Regions from separate parts of the Mus musculus genome. Here region 1 is linked to region 2. The links are chromatin contacts, called in public HiChIP or PLAC-seq maps. All regions are on one chromosome and are shown on one strand. The core of a region is the stretch at or near the end of the contact, and the rest is flanking DNA. Distances in the headings are between cores, read along the strand shown. Region 1 has its middle 9.6 kb from the start of Gm12781. Region 2 has its middle 24 kb from the start of Gm12784.

What was found. HiChIP or PLAC-seq counts read pairs in DNA pulled down with a chosen protein or histone mark.
Region 1: a contact with region 2 is called in an H3K27ac HiChIP or PLAC-seq map of embryonic stem cells, with 8 read pairs. The contact joins two enhancer-like sites. A contact is called at or near these places in 1 of 15 datasets of contacts at CTCF or cohesin (embryonic stem cells), 12 of 484 Hi-C or Micro-C datasets (3T3-L1-derived adipocytes, adipose-derived mesenchymal stem cells, embryonic stem cells and 4 more), 8 of 115 datasets of contacts at active chromatin or transcription factors (craniofacial prominence, embryonic stem cells, stem cell-derived neural progenitor cells and 1 more) and 1 of 9 other capture datasets (embryonic stem cells).

What each region holds. Positions count from the first base shown.
Region 1 is chr7:34,665,733-34,673,424 of GRCm38.p6, reverse strand. No RefSeq gene overlaps it. Among named protein-coding and RNA genes, the nearest start is that of Gm12781, 9.6 kb to the right of the region's middle. Within about 2 kb of position 3,869, at least 13 of the 459 cell types and tissues checked have an H3K27ac peak or open chromatin away from gene starts, as enhancers often do. A contact at or near this core is called in embryonic stem cells and trophoblast stem cells, where this site is marked.
Region 2 is chr7:34,567,337-34,574,994 of GRCm38.p6, reverse strand. No RefSeq gene overlaps it. Among named protein-coding and RNA genes, the nearest start is that of Gm12784, 24 kb to the right of the region's middle. Within about 2 kb of position 4,299, at least 160 of the 459 cell types and tissues checked have an H3K27ac peak or open chromatin away from gene starts, as enhancers often do. A contact at or near this core is called in embryonic stem cells and trophoblast stem cells, where this site is marked.

The sequences.
Region 1 (7,692 bases), core at 2,620-5,119, 99 kb before region 2:
GATTCATGGAAGGCAGATGTCCAGAGGCTCAGAAAGCCAAGAAGGTCACCCTGACTGGAGCCAGAACCAGCTCTAGGCAGACCCATGTGAGAGATGCTAGAGAAGCCTGGAAAGCTAGAAAGCTAACTGTGGCCCAGAAATAGCAGGCGCTAGCGAAACTGAATTCACAACGGAGAAAGTGTCTCTGGTTGTGGGTACATTTGGCAGAGCTTGGGGCAGAGTGTCTAGGAGCTTCTGCTCAGCCAAAGGACACCTAGAGGCCCATCTGGGCAGCCTGTACTGCCACTTGGTCTGCTGCAGCTCATTGCCCTGGGCTACTGCCAGAGAGGGGGTGGGGGGCAGTCAGGGAGGGGAAGAAAGGAAGTGGGGGAGAGAAAGGGAGAGCATGTGGGGATGGGCTAAAAATAAGAAACCCTCGCAAGGTCACTCTTCAGTGTCACCCAAGCAGGAGCTAAGCTGGACACACCTACATGCAATGTAGCCATTACCAGTTTTAAGGGAGGAGGGAACAAGACCCAAGACTCTGACAATTAGCACCACCTTAATGGTCCCCAGGATGGCCATCAACTGAAGGCCATAGGCCCAGCCCTGAGGCCCTGCCTCAAATTCATTGAGGTATATCCAGCCTCACAGCCTTGAGCTAGACTGTGGAACACAGGAAAGAATGTGCATGCAGGGATGTGTCTCTGTCTCTCTGTCTCTCTGTATGTCCTTCTATATGGACATAAATGACTGGATGATGGGTATACGTGTAGGTGGAACTATGGACAAGTCCTCTGTCCCCTTTCCTCTCTGGTAGCACCTTGTATTCATTACTCAGTCCTGTCCCAATTGCTCACCATTCTCCCTGAAAGCAGACCATCTGATCACTAGGAAGGGTCACTGGGGGAAAAAAAATCAAGGTTGGAGAATAGCTGTCCAGTCTCAGGCCCTCTCCTCAAGTGTGATCCATCCCCCAGGGCCCCACTAGGACACACATGTGGGTACACACACACACACACAGATTCCCCACCAGGCCTTTCTTTATCTTTGAATGGCTGACCTTCCCTCGATGTAGAAACCATTGTCAGGATAGAAACAACTGGTATCCAAAGTCCTGGGTCCCTCCCTCAAATACCCTGGGGAGGCATTCAAAATCCAGACAGGTTGACTCAAACCCTGTACCAAGCAGACAGGACAAGCCACTTCTCTTTCTCCAGTGTAGCATAATTGCCGCCAACGGGGACTTTATAGATGCAGAACCACTCATAACCAGCAGGTGGGGCCAAGTCCCTGCTCCTAAACAGAGGCCGGTGCATCCCTAACTGGGCCACCAGGTGGCAGCAACATTCCAGAGTGGGTGACGCTAGCCAGTGCAGAAAGAATTGCCTCTCCCTAAGATGAGATTTCAACCAACCTCCACAGAATCTCTGGGAAGACCCCAGACGCTACTTTCTAACCCACCAGTTCCAAAAGAACCTGCCCGAGTACCAAGCACCCCAGCACCTCAGCTTCTCTCATCCCTCAGATGGGTCCAAGAGCTGGGTTACCAACACCAAGCAAGGCAATGGTTTCCACTGTCCATCCGAGAGATACCAGGTATTCTCTGACCTCACTGGAAACGCACATGCACACGCGTGTACACACACATACACACCCGTGCTCACATTGCATACACACCTTCATGAGCATCACCTCTTCTGGTATTTTAAATAAATGGGAAAGCCCAGTAGGCCCCTCAAAAGTAGGTATTTTCTGTTGGGTCCTGTTCTCCTTCCAAGCAATGGTGTTCTCCAATGCCCACCCTATGTCTCTGTCTCTTCCTCCAAGACATCGCCAAAGCACAGTCCTTAGGCTAATCTATCAACAAAACATAAAATTAAAAGATTTAAGCGGGGTGGTGGTGGCACACGTCTTTAATCCCAGCACTTGGGAGGCAGAGGCAGGTAGATTTCTGAGTTCAAGGCCAGCCTGGTTACAAAGTGAGTTCCAGGACAGCCAGGGCTACACAGAGAATCCCTGTCTCAAAAAACAAAAATAAAATAAAATAAAATAAAATAAAATAAAAGATTTAAAAGGGCATAGGGGTGCACACCATGTAATCTCAACACTCAGAAGGTTGAGGCTTTGAGACTGTGATCCTGAGCTTCAGACAGCCAGCGCTGCATGGCACAATCCTCCCTCAAAAATAAACAAAACAGAGTCGCCCTCCAAGGCTTGCCTCAACCCTGCTCTGTCTTTCCCACCAAAATGCATCCCATGGCCCCACGGCCTCTCCTCCATCTCTTCTTTCTCTAAAAATATCCTCCCACCCCCACCCCCACTCCGACGCCCATCCCCATCCCCATCCCCCCACCCCCTACCCCCCTAAACAGGTTGGCACTGGTTCTTCAGCAGCCTCCAGTGTTCTGAGTCCAGCAGCCTCTCACCTGCCTGTGCATCCCCTGGAGGGCAGAGCTCAGCACCACCCCTATGCTGGCTTCCCAGTTTACACCTCCACCCCTGACCTCTAGCAGCTCTCCCCCCACCCTGCCTTGTCCAGCCACCTGCCCCACATCTGTATCAGCACATCCAGAAGGTGCCTCAGATCACCTACCCTACCTGAGCCTCATCTCTTCCAAGTCCTGCACCCCCCTCCCAGGACTCCCACCTCAGCCCACCACCCCTGCACTCTGTCTTACTTCTTGAAAGTATCTCGAATCCACCCCCTTTCTCCCTACTGTCTTTTCTTCTTTACTTCCTTCTTTCTGTTTTCTAAGGCAGTGTCTAGCTACCATAGCCTCTGCTGGCCTTGAATAGACTCTGTAGCCCAGGCTGGCCTGGCTCACAATCCCCCTGCCTCCACCCTGTAGTATTGGAATCAGAATCATGTACCATCAGAGGCTGCCCATGTCTTTTCCCTATTTGGAGCTGTCACGTTTTGTTTGTTTGTTTGTTTGGGTTTTGTTTTGCTTTGTTTTTCAAAACAGGGTTTCTCTGTGTAGCCCTGGCTGTCCTGGAAGTCACTTTGCAGACCAGGCTGTCCTCAAACTTACATAGATCAGCCTGCCTCTGCCTCCTGAGCACTGGGATCCCACCACCATGCCTAGCTGGAGATGTCATTTAAACCCATACCATTGTCCTCTCTGGCCTTGGCTCTTGAAGTAATAAGAAGTAAGAATAACCAGGTACAGTGGTGCACATGCGAGATCTAGCTTTGCAAGAGACCCAGGCAAGAGAAATGCTCTGCGTACAAGGCCAACCTGGGCTACATACTGAGTTATAGATCAGCCTGGGCAACAGAGTGAGGCGCTGTCTAAGAAAATAATAGCAATGGGGCTTGCAGAATGGCTCAGCCGGTAAAATGGCTTACCTCTAAGTCAATCTAAGACGATCTAAGTTCCATACCCAGGACCCACATGGTAGGAGAGAAAACTGACTCTTGCTGACCCACATTTGAGTGACGGCATGCAGACACACACACAATCAGAATAAACAGATAAACACAATATTTTTTTTAAAAAATGCAGATATAGGTCATGCCTTGGAATGCTGCCTTCCCAGGCTTGCCAGTGAGGGCAGGGAGTGTGGATTCCTCTTAAAGCCTTTGTCAATATGCTTGAGGCCTTAGGCTCAAGCCCCAGCACACATACACGAAAATCATGGTATTTACAGGCTGATCCCAAACTGCTCTGCATATTTCATGAATATATTATTTTATTTACTTGCCATTACCACCCTGTAAGATAGATACGGAGCAGTTATATCCTCCCGGGATCTCCCGACAAGGACCTTGAGACACAGAAGGGGTTGAACAATTTACCCTGAGGCCACGTAGCTCTGAAAAGACTGTCTCCCTTCCAGCGCCCGGCAGTTAGGTCTGGTGTCCAGTCCTTAACCATTAGAATGCTCTGCTGCTCTGTGGGGGGTGGTTTGTGAGAGCAAGTTAGGAATCCAGTGACCTCAGGAGCAAGGACAAGACAAGCTTTGCAGGAAACTGAGATTCCAGACGCCTTTAAGTGGCTGCCTGAGGTTCTGATAAACAGGTGTCCTGCTGCTGGAAAGTAGCAGGGGGAAGTCGGAGCTTGTCCCCTCCCCCAGCAAGCGTGACAGCAAAGATGGGAACAGATCCCGAGTGGGCTTAGTGCCCTCCAGAGGCCAAGATGATGATGAATGATGGGTGGAGAGTTCAAAGCCATCCTTGGCTACCCAGCAAGCTCCAAGCCAGCTTGGGCTATGTGAGAGACCCAGTCTGGAAAAGTAAAAGTTAAAGGGGCGGGGGTAAGAGAGGTAACAGCCAGAGAAACAGGAAGAGGAGGGGGAGGAGGGGGGAGGGGGAGGTGGAGGAGAAGGGGAGGAGGGGGAGGGGGAGAAGAGGGGAGGGAGAGGAGGGGGAGGGAGAGGAGGGGAAGGGAGAGGAGGGGGAGGAGGGGGAGGGAGAGGAGGGGGGAGGGAGGAGTGGGAGGAGGGGGAGGAGAGATTAATCTGAGCCAGCCTGGTCCAAGAGGGAGGGCTGAGAAGTAGGGTGGTCTGAAAGATGAGAATCTGGAACCTTCTCTTGGAGTGACAGGGAAGAGGGTGGGCAGAAATGACCACAGTTCAGGGGCAGTGAGAAGGTTCCCATCCCATAAGCATTTCCTCTGGGGTGTCACACACAATGCCACCAGATCCTGCCTGGTGCCTGCCCATCTCTGTACCAGCCTGCAGCTCTCTGTCATCCATGGCTTAAGGTTGCCCATGAGTCTACATGACTATACAAGCATTTGGTCAGCCTAGCAGCCTCACTGGGGACAGTTGCCAAGGTTACAAGCTAAGACTTCTCTTTGGGGTACAGATGCCCAGAACAGGGGTACAGGGGATGGAGTGAATCTGTCTAGCATTTGGAATAGAGCCCCACCAGCTCTCAGAGATGTGGGTGGGTGGCAGTCCCACGGCCCCAGAGAGCTGCAAGTCCTAACACTGTGGGAAGGAACAGGGCGGTCAAATCCAGGCTAAGAGCAGAAGCTGTGAGATCAGAAATACTCTCAAAAACCCAGGCCCAGATTTTTACTTTGCCTTTTATTTATTTCTTCTTAAACCCTGTTTCTCTCCCCGAGGCATCTAATCTATTATTTAACATTGGATTGTACGATTGAAACTCCCAGGCAAATTGAAAATTATTTGTGTTGGAGGTTTCAGGCATGATGCTGAGACTACCATTTCTGGGGGACTCTGAGATCCAAGCAAAGGCAGAAACCCCCGGCATGCGGCTCTGATCCAGGAAGGGGTCGGGCAGGCCGAGCAGGGTGGCGGGCAGATCCAAGGGCCTCGGGCACCTGGGGCCGGTTGACTCAAGCCTAGCACACCCAGAGCTCCACACATCTCAGGGCCATTAATCTCCATGCGGCATTTCACTCGGGAAATTCTGCCGAAGCCTCCCACCGGTCAAAGTCCTCAAGAGGCCAAGCAGGTGTGATCAGTCACCTGGCCCTGCGCCCACCCTGGGGGAAAGGCCTCAGTCACGGGAGAATTAATGACTCAAGGACAGGGCTCACCATCATTTTTCAGAGGTTAGTGCTCTGCGATTTGGCAGCGGGAGGGCGGGTGGGGGGGGCGGGGGGGGGCGGCCAGCCTCAGGGAGTCAGGTGACTGAGGGGCAGAGCTTGGGGTGGCCCCGGGTGGGCGATGATTAGGATTGTTGTACCCTAAATATGGACGAGTCTCATGACATCATAGCGCTGTGTTCGAAACCAAGGATCAAGAGGCTGGGCAGAGGGCTCAGTCAGTAAAGCTCTTGCTGCCTAAATTCAGATCCCCAGCACCCACGTGCAAAACTAGGCAGCAATGGATGGCTGTAATCCCAGCACCGGGAAGGTGGAGCGAGCCTAGAGCTGGCCAGGCAGCCTAACTGAGCCCCAGGTTCAGGGAGAGACTTTGTCTCAAAAAATAAACTGGATTGACTCTAGACATCAATCTCGGGGCTCCATAAAACACATACACTTATACCTGTACACACACACATGCGCGCGCACAAATTACCCTGTGTTAATGGGTTTGAAGCCCATGGAAGCAAGCCGTGGGCCCCCTCGCCTGGGCAATGGTACATGTATAGGGAAGGAGGAAGGCTGTGTGGGAGGGCTGACACCAGCTTCCCAGTAACTCTGTTAGATCCCAATAAGGAGACTGGATTCTGTGCTGCCTCTGGGAGACATTTAAGAGCTATGATCCAGTTCTTATACCTCTGAAGAATCAGAACCTGGCCTGGTATTCCAGGCCCAGCATGCAGCTGCCCTGGGAATGTGAAGCAGGACGATGGTCAGTTTAAGGCCTGCCTGAGCAACATTGAGAGACCCTCTCTTAAAATTAAAAAGAGAAAAGAGAGAAGGAAGGAGCCGCCAGTCATAGGTAGAGGTTCATCTGCATTCATTCCCATTCGTGAAAGGTTCATCTGCAGGAACTTGGCTCTCTCAAAGGTCCTACCTTCTCAGCCCATCATTAAGGTAGGTTTTCAACAATATTGCAGGGGGTGAGGGGGAGGTTATATTCAGTCCATAATATCCATTTATACCATGGCCACCTGCATCAGGCGCTGTGCTAAGCATTGTACCCATGTGGTGATAGCATCCAATTTGGGGACCAGGCCTAGCATCCAGCTCATTGTAAAACACAGAGATTACTCATGTGGCCCTCCACCACCCAAGTAGCCACCAGAGACTTCTACGTCACTTCAGGAACACAGCTCTATTACCTGCCTGTGGTGGTTTGAAAGAAAGCAGCCTCCTCCATGGGCTCATATGTTCGAATGGTTGCTCCCTAGTTGGTGGAACTGTTTGGGAAGGATTGGGGTGTGTGGTTTTGTTGGAGGTATGTCGATAGGGGTGGACTTTGAGGTTTCAGAAGCTCACACCATTTCCAGTTAGCACTCTATCTATCATCTATCTATCTATCTATCTATCTATCTATCTATCTATCTATCTATCTCATTCATGCTCTTCCCCTGCCCTGCCTGTGGATCAGATGTAAGCTCTCAACTACTGCTTCAGTGCCAGGCCACCTGCCCATTGCTATGTTCCCTGTGGACTCTAACCTTCTGAAACTGTAAGCGAACTCCCAATAAACTCTTTCTTGCCTTGGTCATGGTATCTCTTCACAGCAACAGAAAAGTAAGGAAGACACTGCCTTACACACATCCTGGCAGCTATGCAGACCCTGAAGCCATGACTCCATACCCCTTTTATGTAGCTACACTCTACCCTAGCCTAATCTACCTAGGGTATCCTGGGCTATGTCTTCTGTGGCCACCAGCCTCTTGGGGCTCCACAAACCATGTTTGGCCCCAGGATGCAGCCATCTGGCATATGCATGCCCTTAAGCCCACTCCTGCAGGGAAACTGAGTCGCGTCAGAGAAGGATCTAGTCTGTCTCATGGCCAAGACCAACATCCAAACTGATGTGAGTATATTTAGCATGCATGCACATGCACACACACATGCACACACACATGTACACACACACATGCACACACACATGCACACACAACTTTACTTCTGCCAGAGGCTATGTCACTATCAGAGTCCTCAGGGATATATGCAACTTTGTCACAGACCACAGATGCACATGTGAACATTGCTCGGTAAATTCCCAAGGAGTGGGAAATGTAAGTCCCATCTTTAGATAGCAATGGTATCAGACATTGTTCAGCTGGAACATTTAGTAAGAGAAGTAGAGCCATAAGGTTGTTCACATAGCTCTCCA
Region 2 (7,658 bases), core at 3,050-5,549:
CATATAACTAAGAGAATCAAGACTAATAGCTCGAGTCAGGGAGGTTTGCCTACCTAAAAAGGGATGATAGCAGGAAGGTGAGGGGGTCTCTCTGCTTGGTGGAGAAGCAAGCACAGAGGAACGCATGCTCTCCAGCAGTCTATTATCAAAGAGCATTGGGTGTGTCCTCATTGTAGGACACATCATGTTTCACGAGCATGAACTGGCAGAATACAGACAATCTTTTTATGTGTCAATGTAGTAGTTTGAATATGCTTGGCCCAGGGAATGACTCTATTAGGAGATGTAGCCTTATTGGAGTGGGTGTGGCCTCGTTGGAGGAAGTGTGCCAGTGTGGGGGTGGGCTTTGAGACCCTTCCTCCCAATGCCAGTGAGAGTCTTCTGTTTGCCTCCAGAACAAGATGCAGAACTCTCAGCTCCTCCAGTACCAGGCCTGCCTGGATGCTGCCATGCTTCACCCCATGATGATAAAAGATTGAACCTCTGAACCTGTAACCTGTAAATGTTGTCCTTTATAAGAGTTGCCTTGGTCATGGTGTCTCTTCACAGCAGCGGAAACCCTACTAAAGACAGTCAGCATTCACGGCAAACAGCAGTTCTGCTGTGTGGGCCTGTACTGGCTAGTTTTGTGTCAACTTGACACAGGCTGGAGTTATCACAGAGAAAGGAGCTTCAGTTGGGGAAGTGCCTCTATTAGATCCAGCTGTAAGGCATTTTCTCAATTAGTGATCAATGGGGAGGTCCCCTTGTGGGTGGTGCCATCTCTGGGCTGGTAATCTTGGTTCTATAAGAAAGCAGGCTGAGCAAGCCAGGGGAAGCAAGCCAGTAAAGAACATCTCTCCATGGCCTCTGCATCAGCTCCTGCTTCCTGACCTGCTTGAGTTCCAGTCCTGACTTCTTTCAGTGATGAACAGCAATGTGGAAGTGTAAGCTGAATAAACCCTTTCCTCCCCAACTTGCTTCTTGGTCATGATGTTTGTGCAGGAATAGAAACCCTGACTAAGACAGGGCCCCACTTCTATTTAGTAGCTTCCTCCATTGTTATTTTTAATCTGATGTCCAAATGTGAGCTCTGTAATGTCAGGAGGTCAAGCAGAGAGCCCTGGTGGTGTCTGCTGAATGTACAAATGGGGGGGGGGGGTTGTGTGCAGACTGTGGAGAGTCCCAGGTGTCTCAGGCCTTAGCCACAGACTCCAACAAGGGTTAACAAGTTGAAACCTGAAAGGCCTGAGTGTGGGACCACAAATCTATAAATCCCATCACTCAGGTGGGGCAGGGGATAAGGACAAAAGGACTGAGAGTTTGAGGCCAGCGTGGGCGACACACAGAAGAGGAGCCAACTTCAGTTTCCACACCCAGTCAAGTGGTTCACAACCTCTAATTCTTGCTCCAGAGGAATCCGACACCCTCTCCTGATTTCCAAGGGTGCCTGCACTCACATATATAAAAACCACAATGATCTGCAGACTGACACAGCGGATCACACGTACTGATTACAAATGCCTGTCTTCTTTCGCTCTGTGCTGTTGCCTCATTTAATCTGGAAACATTTCTAGCATGTATTTCTGAAGGATGATTGGAAAATATAACCACAATGCTTCCACTATAAAGACAAACCAAACCAACCAACCAACCCAACTAACAGTGGATCACTTAACCTTGGGTAGCTCACCAATATTCAAATTTACAAGCGGACCATTGATGTTACTCTATACTTTTACCACTTATTCGATCTTGATTATTTTGCTTTTAAATCATTGTTAAGGAAGTCGTTTCACAAGACCTGGATTGCTATGATCTACATGGCATTTAACACATCCCATTGCATTTTGTATTTCCTGTAAATGTGGTAATTGATCTAGATTAGAGTTTCTGAACCCTCTGACCCCTTTGGGGGCCGCATATCAGATATCCTGAATATCAGATATTGATATTATGACTCATAACAGTAGCAAATATACATTTATTAAGTAGTAAGGACATGATTTTATGGTTGGCCGCCACCATGGCATGAGGAACTGTATTAAAGGGTTGCAGCATTAGGAGGCTTCCTGGCTGCCAGCCTGGCTCCAGAATTGTGTGAGAGACCCTGTCTCAAGAGAATAAGACCGAGTCTAGAGAGATGGCTCAGTGGTTCAGAGCACTAGTTCTTGAGGAGGACCCAGGTTCAGTTTCCAGCATTCACGTGATGCTCACAGCCATCCATAACTCCAGTTCTAGGGGATGCAAGCGCCCTCTTCTGACCACAGCTGTCATCAGGCATGCACACGGTACACAGAAACACACGCAAGCAAAAGAATGATTGATACACATAAGTAAATCTTTTTTAAAAATTTAAATACATCTTTGAAAAACAAATTAAAAGCTACCACCACCATCACCACCAGAAAGATCAAGACTAAGACAAAGAGTGAGAGAACACAGCACCTGATGTCCTCTTCTGGCCTCTGAGTGCACACACATACACACGCCCCAAAAGGCTGGCTGGCTCTGCGTTATTAGCGGATGCTGATCACTCTTGGATCTGTTCATCCATTAGCGACGCCCAACAGTGATACCTCCCACACTTAACAGATACAGTCCTTTCAGGACAACTTCCCCTGTGGATACCATTTGGCCACTGAAGCACAGTTGGAAAACAATTTTACCTAGGCAGCCGCTTCCTCTCCACTTAGAACCCTCTGGAAAGATGGGCCACTTCTGCGGACCTTCATTTATGTTTTCTTTTCTGACTCACTTTCTTTTCTTTTTTTAAAATTTTACTTTCCCTTCCCTTCTCCCTCTTCCCCTCCCCCGCCGTTGCCCCTCCTCCTCTCCCTCTCCCTCCCTCTCTCTTACTAGGTAATCCAGGCTGGACTTGGACTTGCTAAATAGTTCAGGCTAGCCTCAAGCTCTCCACCTGCCTGCCTCAGCCTCCCAAACACTGGGATTCCTGGCCTGTGCAACTGTGTACTGGTCCTTATTTTCTAACCACACACATCAGCTGACAGAGGCGGGCCAGTAGCTGCTAGAAAAAGACATTTTAGATTGCCTGCCCCCCCCATGAGGATGGTCAGTCTGCTCCGAGATGTGCTATTTCCCCTGTAATTAAGGAATCTTCTAATTTGAGGAATAGGTAAAATTCATCAAAATTATATTTTCTAAAAGTCATAAAGCTGAAGCTGCTGAGGTCTTTTTGGCTGCAGGGAAATCTTGAATGGAGGAGGGATGCTATCAAGATAGGATTTAAGAAAACAGTTCATCATCTTTCGTTCCCAGCAAAGAGAATACCCCAAAGAAATGCCATTGATTTTGCATTTTGAGAAACTGACCAACTTTCTTGATCAAACGCCCATTGCAAGTCGGAGTCAAGGTTAGGCGGGCCCTCTAGGGTACCTTCCTTTGGGGCCTTCACTCCCTGTGATTTTGAAAAAGCAGACTTGGGCCATCAGAGCTCTTCCCTCTGAAGAGAGGAAAGACTCTTGGCTCGGATCCCAGCTTCCTTACCATGCCTTCTGGGCCGTGTGAGGGCCAGGCTGGGAGGAGGGAGGTCCCGGCCTGCAGACCTCAGAGCTTAGGCGGGATCCGCTCAGTTGTGCAAAGAATGCGACCTTATCTTCTTTATTAATTTTCCCGAGGCTGGAGAAATGGCCAGGATTTTCTATGTCCTTGATCCCCTTGGTCTGCCCCAGAATACTTGGACCATGGGAAACACCCTGCCCTCTGTCAGGCCCTCCTTTAAGGCTTTGCTGTCTGTTAGCTTGTGGGACAGGACATGGTGACTCAGTTTCCTCCAGCGTGGAATCGTGAAATTAGATTTGAGGCCTACTTCTCACATCACTTGGGGAAGCTTTTATAGTTAGGGTGACCCTTCGGAGCTACATGATGGGGAAGGAGAGGAGGGCGGAATGGGAAAAGCACATTCCACTCCACCGCCCCCCCAGCCCCCACCCTGCAGTCCAGCAACGTGCCTTGACCTCTGAGCTCGCCTTCGGCCTGGGCGGGGTGCAGCACTCTCAGCCGTCTGGAGACGCTGGGGCGGGGCAGCGCTGGCTGGCCAGCCTCACCGGAAAGACTCGTTTGAACTAGAGCTGGCAGAGCCACGATAGAAACCGATTTGTAGCCTCTGCCTGGGGCTCTCCAGGTCTCTGGTCACATGCAGATAAGTCAGCCCCTGCTCAGCCCTTCCACACCTGAGCGACCTCCAAGCTCCACCCCAGTTTCCCCACGGGCCACGCCCTCGGCTCTAGGGCTCCCACTAGGCTGAGTCTCAGTGTGGGAAGGGGACAAGAATGAGGGCAGAGGCCCAGACAGGGTCCCGTTGCTAAGCAACACGACCCTGGCCCTGGGCTCTGGCCTGAAACAGCCAGAAGCGACCAGCTCACAGCTGCCTCCTTGCAGCCGCCTGCTTGCCCTGCCAAACCTTCTGGAACTAGAGTGCTCAGGCGACCCCAGGCTACAAGCTCCTCGGCTTGCAAAACCTCAGGGAAGACTGACGGCTACTCGCGCCAGCTCTGTGCGCCGCTTTGGGTCCCAGATCGGGGACGCGACGGGGTGGTTGTGCTGCCACCCCGGAGCTAGGCACCTCTGGCCCAGCTCCTTCATTCACTCCTGGAGGTCATCGGGTGGGGACTCGGAATGGGATCACAGTGCTGGGTAGTGTCGGTCCCCAGAGTACCAGGACTAGTTAGGAGTCTGCCAGCCCTATTATGTGTGCTTGTGTGCAGGTTGCATAAGGAGTTTAGTGGCTAGACTTGCTAGCCAGCCGCTGCCTGGAGGGAACCGGGTGTTTATTAGACCGACTTGGCCGGGCTGCTTGCGGCTCTGCCTACAGCGGGCGTCAGATCCACAGAGTAATAGGCGGTTGCTGTTGGGGAAGATAAACCCTGCACACTAGCAAGCCACCATGAGCCACCAGGAATCGCTGGAGGAGACAGCCAGCATCTTATAAACCGATGGTTGAAGCTAAAATCTGGATACAAAACATCCCTCTCCAGGAAGGTGGGCAGGTTACTCTCGTCCTCCGAGGCTCTGAAAGCTTTTCCTTGTTAGAAGACTCCGGGAATCCTACCGGCACGTGTGAGCACGTGCTCCTAGAGACCAGTTAATAGAAACACTAGCCTGAAATACAGTGGACATTGCCTCAGAAGTCCTAGGTGACCTGTGTGGGAGCTATGCCCTGTCTCTTGTACAGTTTGGACTTGGACAACTTATGTTAAGTCTCTAAGCTTCACATTATTCTTGTGCACACAAAGAGGCTGTCCTGTTTTGCAGAACAGCAAAAAGGAGGTATATAATATAATATAATATAATATAATATAATTCCAGACTCTCACTAGGAGATTTTTGGCAAAGGATTCACCACACCCCCAGCCCCTTCACCATGAGTGTGATTAGAATCCATCACTGAGCCACACTCCCAACCCCTCATTGTGTAGGGGGCAGGGATGCCCCTAGGCAAGTGCTCTACCACTGAGCCACACCCCCAGCCCCTCACTGGGGGATTCTAGGCAGGGGCTCTACCACTGAGCCACAGCCCCAGTCCCTCACTGGGGGATTCTAGGCAGGGGCTCTACCACTGAGCCACACCCCCAGCCCCTCACTGGGGGATTCTAGGCAGGGGCTCTACCACTGAGCCACACCCCCAGCCCCTCACTGGGGGATTCTAGGCAGGGGCTCTACCACTGAGCCAAGCCCTAGCCCCCCACTGGGGGATTCAAGGCAGGGGCTCTACCACTGAGCCAAGCCCTAGCCCCCCACTGGGGGATTCTAGGCAGGGGCTCTACCACTGAGCCACATCCCCACCCTCAAAGGAGATTTAAAAAAACAACAATAACCTGATAATAGAATGTGCAATGACCAACAACCCTGGGAAGGAAAGAATGGCATGCCAGAAGGCATTGTGTCTTATCCTGGAAAGGTATAACCTAATATTGGAGAACTATAAAAACCAAGGAGTTATCAGAAACCCTTCATTGTTTTGACCTTTTTATTAAAGCAGTGAAGAGGGGTGGCTGAGGACACTGGGTGCCTCAACCTGCAAGGCTCAGGACTGTCTGTCTGCCCCAGGGTCTCCGGAGCTGACTTGGTGCTTTCTCACTACTCTTCATTAGAACTGCTACTGTAGTAACTGACTTGACCTAATTTTGTCTTGGTCCTCATCATCTGTGAAGTGGAGACAAACAGGACACCAACCGGTTCAGCTGTTGGGAAGATTGAGTTAGGTTGTGACTACAGAAGTGATTGACAGGCCCCAATAAATGCTAACTAGTACTAGTTAAGTTTTTATTACATATTTCTAATTAAAATAATTAATTAATTTAATTAATTTGGAGTGTGTGTGTGCATGGTCAAAGGACAACTAGTATTCCTATTGGCTTACAGACAGTTCTGTTAGGCTCCACCTAACAACAGCTTACATCATCACCTGTCATCAGGTGTGAGCCCAGACTGCTTGCTACACCAGTCCCCTCCCCAACTCTTCCTTCCCCTTCTCTTCTTCTCTTCTTCTCTTCTTCTCTTCTTCCTTCTTCTTCCTTCTTCTTCTTCTTCTTCTTCTTCTTCTTCTTCTTCTTCTTCTTCTTCTTCTTCTTCTTCTTCTTCTTCTTCTTCTCTTCCTCCTCCCTCCTCCTCTTCCTCCTTCCTTCCCCCCCTTCCTCTCCCCATATAGAGGCCTCTCTTCCCCTCCTTCTGTCCTTCTCCTCCCTTTTCTTCTCCTACCCCTTTTCCAGGTCCAAGCTTCCCTTCCCTTCCCTTCCCTTCCCTTCCCTTCCCTTCCCTTCCCTTCCCTTCCCTTCCCTTCCCTTCCCTTCCCTTCCCTTCCCTTCCCTTCCCCTCCCCTCCCCTCCCCCTCCCCCTCCCCTCCCCTTCTCCTCCCCTTCTCCTCCCCTCCCCTCCCTTCCTTTTCCACAATAAACTTCCTTTAATACTAGGTCTGCTGCATGGTGTGATTCCCTGATGACCCGTCTGCATGGGCCCACCAGGTACCCTCTTCTTTCTTTATTCCTGCAGCCTTATACCACAGACTTATATTTCATAACAATTTTTTCTTTCTTTCCTACCAGTTTTCATCATTAAAATGTTCAAGTGTGCAGAAAAGTTGGTGGAAGCACGTAGTGAACACCCACCTAGCCTGTGCAGTTAGACCACATTTGCTTTTATCACAGATCTGGCTCGTCTGTCCTTCTATCCCTCTTCCCAGCTGTCGGTCTGCTTCTAGCTGGTCCATAGCCACTCCCAGAGATGCAGTGACTCAGAGCAGCAACTGGTTAGTTCAAGGCCACAAAAGTTCTGAATTCAAACAGGATGTGGTGAGGTTGGCTGGTCCTTGTTCTGGGATAGCGGTTCTCAACATCTGGGCTGAGACCCCTCTGGGGGGATGTCAAACAACCGATCACAGGGGTCACATTTATTGTAGAAATCATGCATTTACAAATTATCTATTGTTACTGTGCTTGTTTAACGTGTGTGTGTGTGTGTGTGTGTGTGTGTGTAACACATATGGAGGTCTGAGGACAACTTTGTGGAAGCTCTTCTTTTCTTCTACCTTTCTGTGGGTTCCAGGGACTGAACTAAGGCCGTCAGACTGATTTTTACCTGTGGAGCGACTGTTTTTTACCTGTGGAGCCATCTCTGGCCCATGGGAGTTTTATTATATTATTTTCATGTCTTTTGTGTAA